Linked DNA regions of Zea mays: all the other regions are linked to region 1. Evidence: chromatin contacts called from public Hi-C data. All regions are on one chromosome and are shown on one strand. Each heading gives the region's core, a stretch centred on a gene start, on an enhancer-like site or on the middle of the called end of the contact. The rest is flanking DNA. Distances are from core to core; before and after follow the strand shown. Region 1 holds the start of LOC100384601. Region 2 holds the start of LOC107546758 (trehalose-6-phosphate phosphatase2). Region 3 holds the start of LOC100277746.

The links. A called contact is a pair of places that touch in the nucleus more often than the background predicts.
Region 2: a Hi-C map of bundle sheath shows a contact between it and region 1, with 2.4 times the contacts expected there. The contact joins the promoter of LOC107546758 here to the promoter of LOC100384601 in region 1. A contact is called at or near these places in 3 of 25 Hi-C or Micro-C datasets (bundle sheath, endosperm and leaf mesophyll).
Region 3: a contact with region 1 is called in a Hi-C map of endosperm, with 2.2 times the contacts expected there. The contact joins the promoter of LOC100277746 here to the promoter of LOC100384601 in region 1. A contact is called at or near these places in 2 of 25 Hi-C or Micro-C datasets (bundle sheath and endosperm).

Annotation. Positions count from the first base shown.
Region 1 is chr2:182,262,549-182,267,516 of Zm-B73-REFERENCE-NAM-5.0, reverse strand. LOC100384601 reads left to right here and starts at 2,522. Exons shown (of 1, transcript NM_001398818.1): 1 at 2,522-3,976. The coding sequence starts at 3,226. The coding sequence ends at 3,894.
Region 2 is chr2:182,098,351-182,103,318 of Zm-B73-REFERENCE-NAM-5.0, reverse strand. LOC107546758 (trehalose-6-phosphate phosphatase2) reads right to left here and starts at 2,341. Exons shown (of 6, transcript NM_001322791.1): 1 at 1,833-2,341; 2 at 1,638-1,709; 3 at 1,442-1,546; 4 at 1,198-1,359; 5 at 669-986; 6 at 239-458. The coding sequence starts at 2,264. The coding sequence ends at 393.
Region 3 is chr2:182,400,374-182,405,341 of Zm-B73-REFERENCE-NAM-5.0, reverse strand. LOC100277746 reads right to left here and starts at 1,883. Exons shown (of 1, transcript NM_001151238.1): 1 at 1,147-1,883. The coding sequence starts at 1,741. The coding sequence ends at 1,418.

The DNA of each region.
Region 1 (4,968 bases), core at 1,273-3,772:
ATGAAGAAGATATAATTGAAACTTTTATGGCGTTGAGGAAGCGCAGGCCAGATAAGTAGTATTATTGCAATTTTTATGTTTAAATGTATGCAATTTTCATGTTTATTTGTTGAGTGTCAAACTTTATATCTATATATCAAATTGTTTACCAAATTTACTATAAAATTATATGTACATTAGATAGAATTCTACATGAAAATTTTGTTGCGGCACACCCTATATAAAAATTCTAGGTCCGCCATTGACAATAGACGACCCAGCTAGGAGCCGAATCACCCCGGAACGGTGAAAGCAGGGGAGATGCATGGATCTGCCCTTTGCGGACGAGCTAATCATGCCGTCGCTCGTTGCATCAATCATACGACGTGCGCTTTACATCTGGGCGATGGTTAGTGTTAGGCGCTGGTTTCGTCAGGTAGTAATCACTGCCACCGATCCAACCAATGCAGCGCCTAATCATCGATCTAGATGATTACTCATTCACCCCCGGTCGATCTCCTCAAAAGTTGCACACACCTAATGATATCTTAGCTTTGTTAAAGAGAGAGAAAAAAAAGGAAATAAAACAATTGGTGTCACTTTCATGGCAGGTAACCGTAAAACTTCGAGCTAGAATATTACGCTAGAACGTTGCCACTAACTAGTACGGGAGCATGCCTGAACAACAATAATGTGAAACCAGATGATTCCGGAGAGGTGATCAATCATTATATGTTTATTATCTTTTTTTTGTTTAGGGGAAAAAAGGTTACAGATACTTAGCTAGAACTAAAGAGTAGATAGCGTGGTACCGTGCACACGTACTGGTGACGTACGTAGACATGGACGACGTGAAGCTTGAGAAAGCGCCGAGTGTGATTCTTTAGCAGCTAGCTATACAGCCTATACTAGTAATGTGGCTTAGGATATAAAGACTTGTACGAATTGCAATCAAGCCATCAAGTGCAGAGATCAAATGCGATCCCGTCTTGAATGTAGAATCCAAACGGAGCTGACAGCGCCCATGGGTCTGATGAACGCGAGAGAGAGAGAGAAAAAAAGTACCTGTCCATCTGAGTGCAATCGAGTGCAGGGAAGGGCGGGGACACATGCAACAACTGGTTACCCCACACCTCCCTCCATTCCTCCTACGGCCTAACCTAGCTGATGGCCCCCGAAAAACACATCACGTGCTACCAAAAAAAAACCTGGCACGGATTTAAAAAGATCCACATCGGCATATCGCCTCCCTCACACACACACACACTCATCAGTGACAGTGAGCCGTGGCGATTGAGGGTCGCGGGTTGATTAGGACCGTGACGGCCCATCACGTGCTGCGATCGTTTTTTTTATTAATGCATGCCGCGGCTAGCACGGCCAGCCCGCGGGAGGTACACGCCACACGCGCGCGCACTCCCATTGGTCTCCTCCCCAGACCCCCATCCCCTCCTTCCTTCTCTCCTAATCCCCTCCCCGGCCCCCAGCCCCCCACCAATCAATATCCATCTTCGTCTTCCTCCCTCCATCTCTCAACGAACCGATCGCTCTCGAGAGTGGGGTGGGGTGGTTAGCGTTAGCTACTTCGCTTCCATCCAAGAACCATCCATTCCGAAGCCGGTAGGCGACCGCCACCGCCGATCTATCGCTTTCCGACTTTTTTTGTAGCCAAGCGTCTCCCCGCCCTTGCAGTCGCCGTCGGCTCCTTTGGGAGCGCGCGGCGCCTTCGCGTGCAAGTAGCGGCAGGTGCGGTTTGCATGTACACGCAGACGAGAACTAGTACGTATGCATCGGCAGTTTGGTGAGCGACGGTTGGGACCGGTGGAGCTACTAAATTCGCAGCCAGGAGGGAAACTTGGCGCCGGAAATCTCGCCGTCAATCGCTGCCGGCCCGCCGCCGGTGGGGATTACTTGTTTGCACTCATGTTTGGGACCGGGCCCCCGGGATTACGCACCAAATAAAACGGAATCGGCGCGGCGAGCTCGACAGCAACTGCAGCTTCGACTCGTGCACAGTGCCGGCGACAACACATGACGCTGGAGAGCACTGGCTGGACAACAAGTAGCTTGTACACCTAGTTGCTTTGGCATTGAAATTGCCTCTCTCTCTCTCTCTCTCTCTCTATGTGTGTGTGTGTGTACGACAGTATCTATGATGCATTATTTCATTTGCACGTCTAAATCGTGTGTGATTATAACTCAAGAATCTAATCTAAAGTGAGATCATGCCGATGATGAGCTACGTTTTTAATGTACAAAGGGGGGCTACAATAACTGCATCATCAGCAAACAAGTGATTAATAAGTAATAAAAGGTATAAGGCCAAAAGGCTAATCAGACCTTTGTTTGTTATGCATGGCGGATTTGGCTTTGGTTCGTCTCCGTAGGCGGCCCCGTACCTCAGCAAAGCATGCATCCCCTACTCCGATGTACAAATCCACGGATCCAGGCCCTCGCCCCGTCCCGGCCTTCCGGGAGCGCCGGCACCGCCGTCGGGTGGCTTGTCGGCGCTGGCTGCGCCCGGTGACGAGGTGGCGGCCGCGCCGGCGTGGGAGTAGTTCAGCTTGCAGCTGCCGCCCGCGACCACGCCCGACAGCTCGTCGCCGCCGTGCCCGTGGACGTCGCTCCTTGGGTGGTGCAAGTGCAGGCCCTCGGAGCCCAAGAGTCCGCCGTGAAAATCCGATGGCGACGGCGCCGGATCGTGCAGTCTGGACGCCGCCTGCCCGAATCCACCGTCCGCCGCGCCGAAAATGGACTGCGTTGACGGCTGCGAGTCCAGGAGGTTCTGGAAGGAGAGGTAGCTGCTGCTGGGGTCCTGCAGCCGGAGAAGCGCCGAGGACGTCAGCTGCTGGAAGGTGTCGGGCGCGACAGGGTTGGAGGGTGCGGCGGCCGTGCCCGTCGGGGCACTGGCATTGGCGGCGCCTAGGTTGGATGAGGACAGCGTGGACGACGACGACGACGACGAAGACGCCGTCGTGAAGGGCGGGAAACTGGAGGACACGGTCGGGAGCTTGTGTGGGAAAGGGCGCAGGAGGTACGGCGGCAGCGAGGCCGTGGCGTCCGCGGCGGAGCGCAGGGAGGAAGGCGGGGAGAAGATGTGGTCGAAGCGGGTGCGGAGCGACGCGGCGGGGCCCCCGACCCCGACGCCCGCGCCGAAGGGCGGGGACGGGATGCCCGTGAACTCCTGCACCATGGCGCGGAAGTTGGAGGTGTCGGTAGTGAGCACCGTCGTGGGCGCCCGCCGCGATGCGCGCGTCCGCTTCCGCGACCCCCTCGGTGGCTGCGCGAGCGCGCCCATCGCGGCGCCCTGCCCCGGCGCCGGCGCCGCCGCCACGGTCGCGTCACCAGCCTGCTGGCGCCCGCCCGAGCCCGAGTCGGGTTGCGCGACGAGCGGGGACGAGGAGGAGGATAGCCCCGAGGTACCGGCGAACGACCCAGATGACCAGGTACCCGCCTGCTGCTGCGGCAGCGGCAGCGGCGGCGCGGACGTCAGCTCTTGGAGGCCGAAGTAGGAGCCGTGGAGCGAGAACGCGGCGGCCGAGGGGGACGGCGACGGGCGGAGCAGTGCGGAGAGCGGAGAGGAGTCGACGCCCCCTCCACCGCCGCCGGCCCGCGAGTCGAACTCGTCGTCGCCGCCGCTGGACGACTGGAGGCTCCCGCTGTTGCCGGAGTCCATCGGGACGCCACCGCAAAGCGCGAACCCACCAACCCTTGGCTTCCCCTCCACTCCCTCTCCTGCCCCGCTTCCTGGTGGTGCAACTCCCCAAAAACAACCAACAACCACCACAAGGAGCTAAAAAGGCCGGATCTTCCACTCCGGGACTCGCTGATCAAGGAGGGACGAGTGGCAGGCGCAGAAAGAGGAGAAGCTTTGCGTCGGGCCGGCGACGCGGTATAAAAAGGGGAGGGGAGTAGTAGAAGAGATCGGTGAGGGAAGCGAGAGCAGGAGAGGAGAGGAGAGGAGGGGAGGAGACGGCTGCTGCTTCGGAGCACGTTCCCGTAAAAGGGACGGCGACTGACTGACGGGCGGGACGGGCCGGTCCGGAGGAAGCTATCGTTGGTTTGGTCTGGTATGTTGCTGTGCGCGAGTGCGACCTGGCTGGCCGGGACCGGGAGTGCGTGCGTGGTGTCCGGGACTCCTCCGGGTCTGGGGAACAGCGTCGCTCCTCGCCCAGCCCATAATTGGTCGCCGGGGGAAAAGGAAAAGGAGCGGAGAAAAGGCTGCGTGCGCGGCAGCTGACGACGGGCCCGCTGGCTGCCATCCACGGGCTTGTTCCCGTCTGGTCTGCCCGCCACCGCCAGTTTGTCCCCGGGCCAGGGCCTTCGTCGACTGGTCATTGTAGCTAGCTTGCAGTGCCCACCAATGATGCGAAGCAACATGTATCTCTGCTGCTAGGCAAACATTAGCTCACACAAAAGTTAAGCTGACACTTAAAGTAGAATAATCTAATTCTTTTTTACTTTTTAACTGCAAAACAAGACACTATGTATATGCAAACATCCGTCTACTGAATATGAGATAAATAAATAAAAAAACACCAACATATATAACAACTCTGCCTAGCTAGGTTTATTTCCTTCATCTAACAAAGCCACTTACCACAGATAATTTTGACACGCCAGACGACGCTGATTTCACAGTGAAAAAGTTGAAGGTAGAACTTTCGGGATACGTACCCGGATATGTCAAAAAAAATAACACAGTCTCCATGCGTAGAATGATCAACCGTACGTCAGCTCTGTACATATTGCATATCACATGGGCGCATGCATGGCAACTACCATATATTATATTTATGTCATTATATGGACCATGTATATGCATAGCAGGTTGCACTTGTACGGTTCCCATATCAAACTGGTTGGCCGGAGGATACCTACTCCCTATGAAGTCTGAACTCGAGATGAGATGCCACTAGAGCAGTAGCTAGAAGAACAACTGGGCTCAGTGGCTACGCTTCTGCATGCATATTAGACTCAACTGACGAG
Region 2 (4,968 bases), core at 1,092-3,591, 160 kb after region 1:
AAACAACTCCTCCGCGTAACCGTGAAAACTTATAATCTGAACCACATAATGTTGGTCCAAGGAGCCGTGCGGGGGGAGTGGGAGGGGGATTTGAAAAAGTGTGATTAGTAGTGGGTGGTTAAGTGTAAAATTATCTACGCCCCTTTGTCCATTTTATCAACATCATGTGGCCTAGATTAAAAGTTTGCATGTTTGCACAGAGGAGTTGATTTGCACCAGATATGTTCCCGATTAACAAACCCATGCTCTTGGCAGGTCGGTATATTAATAATTGAACACGCACTAGCTATTGGGCAATAATGTACGCGCATGCTTGCTTGTTAGTTGTTACACACACCCTACTAACTGGCACTTGGCCGCATCAGTTAGCTTGGTCCGTTGCGTCGATCGTCTCATTGCGTCCGACTCAGCCTGGAGAGGCGCTTCCACTCGACGAGCCGCAGCAAGAACTCCATCACCTGCGCGTCCACGAGCAAAAAAAAAAAAAAAAAAAAAAAAAAAAAAAAAAAAAAAAAAAAAAAAAAAAATCAGCGACGGCGGCGGAGTAGCAGGCGCATTAATTGGCGGCTGCACAGGACGACCGAAAGGGACAGTAGTGGTGGAGGAGGACGCGAGATGTGGACGTAGACACGGGCGGGGTCGGAACAGATAGATAGATAGAGATGCACCTCGGCGGGCTCCTGGAGCGAGTAGGAGGCGCTGGTCTCCTTGGGGTGCTTGGACACCAGGATGCCGACGCCTTGGCCCTGGCCCCGGCGCCGCAGCGCCCTGAAGGCGTCCTCGTCGGTGCGGTCGTCGCCGATGTACACGGGCAGGACGTTGGTGCAGCCCGCGAAGCCGAGCGACTCGAGCAGGAACTCGAGCGCCTTGCCCTTGTCCCACTTGATGGTGGGCCGCACCTCCAGCACCATCCGCCCCTGCGTCAGCCGCAGCCTGGGGTACTCCCGCAGAACGCCCTTCACCGACTCCCACAGCTCGCCCCACATCTGAACACCATCGATCGAATCGACCATAGATCATCATGTCAGTTAGGACGATGCGTCTCGTAGCTTATTTATTAGGTCTAGTGTTTGCCAATGGAGGGCGTATAGCAGCAATACGCACAAGTGGAGGGGGGCACGGGGGCGAGAGCAGCCAGCCAGATAAAGCTGAAAACGACGGCTGTTTTGGCTAATTATTGCGGGCGGGCGGGCGAACCTTTTCGTCGACGCATCTGAAGTGGACGGAGACGCAGAACCTGTTGTTCTCCACCTTGGCCCCGGGTATGCTGCGCGTCGTCTCTACCAGGCGCTCGTGCACAGCCTCTATCATGGGCAGGAACTCGCTCGCCGTTGCCGGTTGGAACAGGACTCCTTTTGCCTGTTAATTTGGTTCGATTCGGTTGTATAAAAGTTAATAAAGTTACAACAATGGATGAATAAGCTAGGCGATGATGTGTCACCTTGGCCTTCTCGTGCCGGGAAGAAGAGGCCTTGGCCGGACCCTTGATGTCCATGCCGTGGCTGCCGGCGTAGTAGAGCTCCGCCAGCTTCACGAACCCGAACACCTGCATGCATGCGTCGGAAGACCCCTCTCGGTTAGTTAGTTGCTGTTGTCAGTTAGTATATATGATGCAGTGAGGTGGGTGGGGTGGGTACCTTGTCGCGGCACCGGCCGCTCACGATCGCCGTCGGGAAATGCTTGGCGACGCTACGCACGGCCATCCGCATCTGCTTGGCCAAAACCAACAAGCTCTCGTGAGCATGAGCAAGTGAGCAGCATCGACCGACCACCGAACAGCAGGTACGCAACTAACTTACTAACGCGCTAGCTAGCTGGTTCGGCCTGCTCACCGTCTCGCTCATGAAGGCGGCGTCGGGGTCGTCCACGATGGGCGACAGCGTGCCGTCGTAGTCCAGGAACATGACGATGCGCCTGCCCTCGGACGCCGCCACGATCCTCTCGAACTTGCCCAGCGCCGACGGGTGCCGCGCCATCCAGGCGGCGCGCTCCTCCTCCTCGTCGGCGCCGGCGCCGGCGAGCGCGGCTGCGGCCCTGGCGTGCGTGGGCGACGACGCCCGCATGGACTCCACGCCCCAGCAGGCGCCGCCGCCCACCTCCGCCTGCAAGCACTTGCGGCGCACGGCGGCGGCTGCGATCCCGCTGGCGCCGCGCGGCGGCGGGTACGGGAACAGCGTCGTCCCCGGGCAGGGGCACGAGCACGACGCCTGCGCTGGGACGCCGGAAGCCTCCGCCACCGCCACGCTCGGCTTCGCCATCGGCATCCGATCGGTCGGTCGACGGCGATCAGAGGCTGGCTGCAGATTGGAAAGGAATGATTGGTGTTGTCGTCGTGGATGCGTTGAGGAGACTAGGCGGGAGGATCGCAGCTCGCTTTTTTTTATAGATGCGGCCTGCGGGAGGGGAGGCGACGGGGTGACGCGGATCCGGCGTGGGCCACTGCGGGCGGCCTTGGCCGAGTCCGGCCCAGCTCGGCGCCAGGTGCACGTGCCGGGCCCGCCGCGGCGCATACGTGTAGGCCTCAAGCGCGTGACGTCCTTTGGCGTTTCCTTCGTTCCACGACAAGGCTCTCGTTATTACGCTAGCTGTTTGCTATTGCGCAGGCCGAGCTTTACAGCTCCGTTTTCTTTTTGTCTTGGTGGGCTGAAGCACGTGCCTTTCTTATTCGTTTTCTGCTCCAGGTTTGGTTTCGAATCGCAGTTTCCTGACCTGGATATATAAAATATCCATGAAAATTATTTGGTTTGTAAACTTTGGTTTAAAACAAGTAAACACCACGGCGGCGGTTTCAGGTTCCAAGGTTCATTCCTTACTCGATCCTTTTGATACCAAATTAGCATCCATCTAGAAAATGCGGATTGGACTCCAAAAGCTCAATTGGACCTTTGTTGATGACTAGCAGAGATGGAGCCCTAAAAAATTTTCAGGAGTGGTCGTACTAAACCGCTACCACCACACAATCTTACTAAACCACCTATGATAAACAAATATAATAGTTTAAAGTAGCCGTATATTAAAACATCGATGGACAATAAAAATCATAAAATACATACAGAGAAATATAGGATGCCATTTTTAAGAGGGCTTTATGGAGCTCTATGAGCAATAGGGGCTAGGGGGGCTTCAGTCTCACCCGCCCTGCAACTGCCACCGTCCCTAATGATTATATTTAGACTTGGATAGTTGAAATCCAGCTGTAAATAGGGACATGCTTTTACCGACTTTGTACAATTAATCTTCACAACACCTAGGGACATGGTTTTACCGACTTTGGAGGTGAATTTTGAAGCTTGCAAATGATATTTGTCGGCGTTTTGACCCCGGGGTCCCTGGACCGACGAGTAAATTGTCGCCGCGTGCCCCAGCCCAGATGGGTCGGCGCGAGACGAAGCGCGAAGGGGGGAAAAAAGCCGGAGGGAGGCAGGCGTAAAAGGGGAAACCCGCGGCCTTCGTGTTTGTCCCGCGCCCAGGTCGGGTGCGCTTGCAGTAGGGGGTTACAAGCGTCCGCGTGGGAGGGAGCGAGAGGCTTACGCGCGCGCCGTCCCGTCCTTCCCCGCGCGGTCAACCCTCTGTAAGAGGGCCCTGGACCTTCCTTTTATAGGCGTAAGAAGAGTGTCCAGGTGTACAATGGGGGATGTAGCAGTGTGCTAACGTGTCTAACAGAGAGGAGCTAGTGCCCTAAGTACATGCCGTCGTGGCAGCCGGAGAGGTTTTGGCACCCTGTTCGTGTGGTGTCGTGGCCGTCGGAGGAGCGCTGGAGCCTGGCGGAAGGACAGCTGTCGGGGCTGTCGAGTCCTTGCTGACGTCTTCTTGCTTCCGTAAGGGGGCTGAGTGTCGCCGTCGTCATGGAGCATGCGGGGCACCATCATTATTTGTTTTACCGGGGCGAGCCAGATGGGACGCCGGTCTTGTTCCCCGTAGCCAGAGCTAGCTAGGGGTAGGGTAATGATGGCTCCCCCTGTGGCGTGGTCGGTCCAAGCCCTAGGTTGGGCGAGGCGGAGGCTCCTCCGAGGTTGAGGTTGAGTCTGTCTTCCAAGGTCGAGGTCGAGTCCGAGCCCTGGGTCAGGCGAGACAGAGACCGTCGGCTGAGGCCGAGGCCGGGTCTGAGCCCTGGGGTCGGGTGAGGCGGAGTTCGTCGTCTTCCGGGGCCGAGCCCGAGTCTGAGCCCTGGGATCGGGCGAGGCGGAGTTCGTCGTCTTCCGGGGCTGAGCCCGAGTCCGAGCCCTGGGATCGAGCGAGGCGGAGTTCGTCGTCTTCCGGGGCTGAGCCCGAGTCCGAGCCCTGGGGTCGCGCGAGGCGGAGTTCGTCGTCTTTCGGGGCTGAGCCCGAGTCCGAGCCCTGGGGTCGGGCGAGGCGGAGTTTCCTGTGGCGCCCGAGGCCGGTCTTGGCTGCTGTCAGCCTCACTCTGTCGAGTGGCACATCAGTCGGAGCGGCGCAGGCGGCGCTGTCCTCTTGTCAGGCCGGTCAGTGGAGCGGCGAAGTGACTGCAGTCACTTCGGCTCTATCGACTGAAGGGCGCGCGTCAGGATAAGGTGTCAGGCCATCCTTGCATTAAATGCTCCTACGATACGGTCGGTCGGCGTGGCGACTTGGCCAAGGTTGCTTCTTGGCGAAGACTGGGCCTCGGGCGAGCCGAAGGTGTGTCCGTTGCTGGACGGGGTCCTCGGGCGAGACGTAAATCCTCCGGGGTCGGCTGCCCTTGCCCGAGGCTGGGCTCGGGCGAGGCGAGATCGTGTCCCTTGAGTGGACCGAGCCTTGACTTAATCGCACCCATCAGGCCTTTGCAGCTTTGTGCTGATGGGGGTTACCAGCTGAGATTAGGAGTCTTGGGGGTACCCCTAATTATGGTCCCCGATAGTAGCCCCCGAGCCTCGAAGGGAGTGTTAATACTCGCTTGGAGGCTTTTGTCGCACTTTTTTGCAAAGGGACCGGCCTTTCTCGGTGGCGTTTTGTTCCGGTGGGTGCGCG
Region 3 (4,968 bases), core at 634-3,133, 140 kb before region 1:
TTATATCGGGCCGGGTTTGGGCCGAGGTCACGGCCCATGGGCGGGCACGAGCACGACCCGTTTAAGGCAGGCACGAAATGGCCCATGTAGAGGCACGAAAAGGCCCATATATTTATTAAAACCACACTTCATTATACACTTTCATATACTTGATAAAGAACACAAAGCTAGAGATAATGCTAGTTAGATGTTTTTTATAGCTTTGAATTAGAGTGTGTGATGTAATTTTACTTTTCTTATGAACATTAGACAATAAACTGAACTTACGAACTTTGTATAGAGCTGATTATACTCTTTTTCCTTCTAACAAAATGATTTATAAACGAGGTAGTCATTGCGTAGCTGTGGTAACTTTAATACAAAAATTAAGTTTGATTTTGTTCAAATTTATTTCTCTTATCTTTTATTTGTTTTATTATTTTTTTGAATTTAGGGCTCTAATGTGAATTTTGGGCCAAAAACTGAATTTCAGGCCAAAAATCGAATTTCAGGCTAAAAATTAAATTTCGGGCTTTTATAATTTCGGACCGCCCGAAATGAGCCCGACACGTTTAAGCAATTACGGGCCGGGCCATGTGCCAAGGGTTAGGCCCATGGTCCGGCCCGGTACGGCCCGAAATTCAAACGGGCCGGGCTGAAATTCAAACAATACGGGTCTTTTCGGGCTTGGACCGGGCCGGACTGGGCCGGGCGACCCGAATGTACACCTATACCTGCGAGCGTGTTTGTGGGTGCTAGATGGTGGTGGTGGTCTGGCGGCCGTGCGGCGGGAAAGATGTGGTTTTCTTGTGAACAATGAAAAGAAAATGTAATAAACAAGGGGTGAGCGAGTTGAAGGAATTTTGGAACTTATCAATTTTATACTGTAATTAATTGTGTGGTTGTCAGTTATTTTTATTCCAATTTTATACCGATATTGTAGCGTTCCCTCTACTTGTCTTGCATGGAGTAGGCTAACTTGATTCTGCGCTTGTTGTTTACTTTGGAAGGTTCTTTGTTAATGTCAATCCACTCATTACAAATAGTTGACGTGTTATATTTGTGGTTTCTGCAACCACTTATGAGAGTGATTTTTTAAAAGCAACAAATAACGAAAAAATAACTAGAGAATTATATATGTGCGCCTGCACATACTCCAACGAATTGTGCAGAAAATTGCCGTAAACTGATATTATTATTATAATAAAATTACAACCAATATGCCTCTCTTTAGATGGAAATTAACCCTAATTAAGCAAGAGATCTACGAGCAAACTTGAAAATACATTAAAGATCCGGTTAGCTGCTGGAAGGACCGAGAGACTGCCATCGATCTATCTAGTAAAAAACAAAGAGCTGGATTTGATCAAAACAGTTAGAAAATGCTTAGAATGCTTGTTTTAAAACAAGCATATATGCCCTAGCAGACACTGTGCATTCAGGCATTCTGGTCGTCGTTGTCCTGTTTGGTGATGTATTGTCGTCTCGCCTTGGCGGCCACGGCTTTGGCCCAGAGCTTGAGCTTCTCCTTGACGTCGTCCTCCCGGCCGTGGCCTGGGCGCCGGGCCCTCGTGCTCTGCTCGCGCCCGAACGCCAGCACCATGTCCAGCGGCACCACCGTCTCAACGAAGGCCTCGAAGGCGCGCAGGTGCTCCGGCGGCGTGTCCTGGTCGTCGTCGTGGAAGGCGCGGTCGTCGTACCGCGCCCAGTCGACGTCCGCCATTGCCAGCGTCTCAGTGGACGGCCTTCTGATCATGGACATTGCGGTCGCGCGCGCGGTAGGCGTTGCTGCTGGCTAGCTGCTGCTTGTGGTCGACGCACGTATCCCGGTGGATGATGGTGTACGCTGTTCTAAGGGTCGTGTCGTGTACTCGTGTGTAGCAGCTAGCACGAATCGATATGATAATAATAATAATAATACAACACACGCCCGATTTGTATTTATAGTGGTTGCGATTTGACGGTGACACGATATGCATGAGAAGCTTAAGCAGCAGTAGACAAGACTCGATGGGATTTAATTCACGGACGGCGCGTGGACTTGGAACTGTAGCACGTTTCCAAATCGGAGTACCGATCGAGTACGTACGTTGTTCATGTGTGACACGTGACTCTATTTTCGTACGTGCGTACGTCACGGTGCGGTGCGTTCATTCCTACGCAGCACGCAGCTAGGCAGCACCTGCTGACAGCTCGTGTATATATAAAGTATTCAGCTGTGACGTTCGTAATCGTGTACGCGCGTGTGCAAACGTTCCCCGCACGCGGTACAGATGTGCTGCTGTGCATGCGTAGCTTTTGGTTTTCAATGCACTTATGAACAGCACGGCCAGGTGACACCACCAGAATCGCGTTCTTTGTTGACTGTCGACCCTCGGCAAAAGATATTTTACACTCGACAAATATTTTATCGGCAAAAGATTATTTACCGAGTACATTTTTTCGCACACTCGATAAAGAATTTGCCGAGTGTCGAAAAGCACTCGAAAAAGAAAAACACTCGACAAATTAAGAATCGAAAAAATATAAAAACAGTAAAATATTTTTTAAAATTATAGGAACAACTCTAGCCCTATCATTTTTACTAGCCCTATCATTTTTACTATTATTTCGAAACAAATTTATATGTTTTGTGAATAATGAAATTCGAACTCGTAACCTCTCTCTCGCGCATACACTCCTATACCACTACACTACTAAACCAATTATACCTATATTACGTTTTTATTCCCCATGTAATATAACAAACCGAGAGTAATTTGATTTTTAAAGCAATAAATGAGTTCATTTGAAAATGTAACCAACTATAAAGTTGCATAACTTTTTAAGATCTACAAGTTATATTTTAATAGTTTCTACATCCGAGACCGTTTACAAAATTTGAATTTTAAATTTGAAAACTTCACGCGAATTTTTCAATGATAAGATGATTTTCAAATCAAAACGTTGTCAATTACAAAGTTTCATTACATTTCAAGACCTACAACTTTTATTTTGGTGGTTTTCCCATTCGAGATAGTTTGAAAAATTCAAAATTCAAACATAGTTTTGCATAACAAGATCATTTCAAACCAAAACATTGTCAACTACAAAGTTTTATAACTCTTTAATACCTACAACTTTCATGTTGGTGGTTTTTTCTTTCGAGGTCGTTTTCAAAATTCAAAATTTAAATTTTTTAAAGTCAGACGTAGTTTTCGTTGACAATATGACTTCAAATGAAAAAGTTGTCAACTATAAACTTCGATAACTTATCAAGATCTACAAAGTTTATTTTGGTTGTTTGGTCATTTGTTCATCTCACATGATGATTCTAACAATATGCACAAATTCTATATATCTCTCTCGTAGTTTCATAAACTACGAGAGAGATACAGGTTTTATGGACAAATTTATTTTTATTTTGTCATATGAAGAAATGTTCAATATATAAATTGTACATCATGATGAGTTATACAAATTTGTAGTTGAAAACTTTTTCATTTGAATTAATTTACTGCTTTAAAATGTGATTTTTAAATTGTCTTTGCCTAGTGTTGGAAAAAAAGCACTCGGCAAAGAGCTCTTTGCCGAGCGTTGTATTTCTGACACTCGGCAAATAGCTCTTTGCCGAGTGTCAAAAATAAAACACTCGGCAAAGAGCTTCTTGGCCGAGTATTTTCTTTTACCAAGAGTTTTTTGTGTGGTACTCGACAAAGAGATTTTTTGCCGAGTGCCCGAAAAAAAACACTCGGCAAAGAATTTGGCACTCGGTAAAGAGCCAAATTCCGGTAGTGTCAGTTGTCACGTACGTACGAAACCAGTGGAAATATTTTGCTTATATCGACTTGAATATCTCTCCTTATTAGCATGTATCATGTCATGCTTGCTTTGATATTTAAACAAAATATGTGATGTTAAAAAATTCTATTAATTATTGAGTCATCTTTGTTTGTGTAACATCGCTATTCTCCTTCGTGGAATAGTGGCTAGTGAAAACTACATGACAAATCTCCAATGTCAGAAAATAAGGATAAACCGACACTCAGGGTGCGCTTGGTTTGTAGGTTCAGCTGTGAGTTATGAAAAATTTGCTATGCGCACCTGAGAACCAGGTACCCAAAGACGGCACGCCAAGCCGACCGACCCGACCATCGAGTGACCCGACGAGACGGGATTGTCGACCAACCCGCCCGCCGAACAAATGTTGTCAAGAAACCCAGCGAAGCGGGGCTGCCGATCAACCTATCTACCGAGCAAGGCAGGGTTGCCGACCAACTGTCTGCCGAGTAACCCAGCGAGGCGGATCTACCAACCAACATGTCCGCCGAGCAACCCAGCAAGGCGGGGCTACCGACCAATCTGTCCGCCGAGCAACCTAGCCGAACACAAATCTTATTGTTGAAAGGGAAACAGGCTTACACCTTTTCTTAAATTAATTTTAGTGGTTGAATTGCCCAACACGAATAATTGGACTAAATAGTTTGCTCTAGTCTATAAGTCTTACAGGTGCCAAAGGTTCACAACAAGCCAATAAAAAGACCAAAGATGGGTTCAAATTAAGAGAGCTAAAGACTTCCCAAAAGGCACTCTGGTCTGGCGCACCGGACTGTACGGTGTGCCACCGGACAGTGTCCGGTGCACCAGGGCACTTCAAGCTGAACTCCTCACCTTCGGGAAAATGGGAGGCCGCTCCGCTATAATTCACCGGACTGTCCGGTGAAGCACCGGACTGTCCGGTGTGCCAGCGGAGCAACGACTACTTCGCGCCAACGGTCGACTGCAACCGCATTCAATGCGCTACAATGCGCGCCAGAGTCAGAGCACGCGCAGTTGGCGCACCAGACCGTCTACAGGACCTGTCCGGTGCACCACCGGACAGCCCAGAGGCCCCACCAGTCAGAGCTCCAACGGTCAGAACCCAATGGCCGGCTGACGTGGCTGGCGCACCGGACTGTCTGGTGCGCCATGCGACAGCAGCCTTCCAACGGCCACATTTTGGTGGTTGGG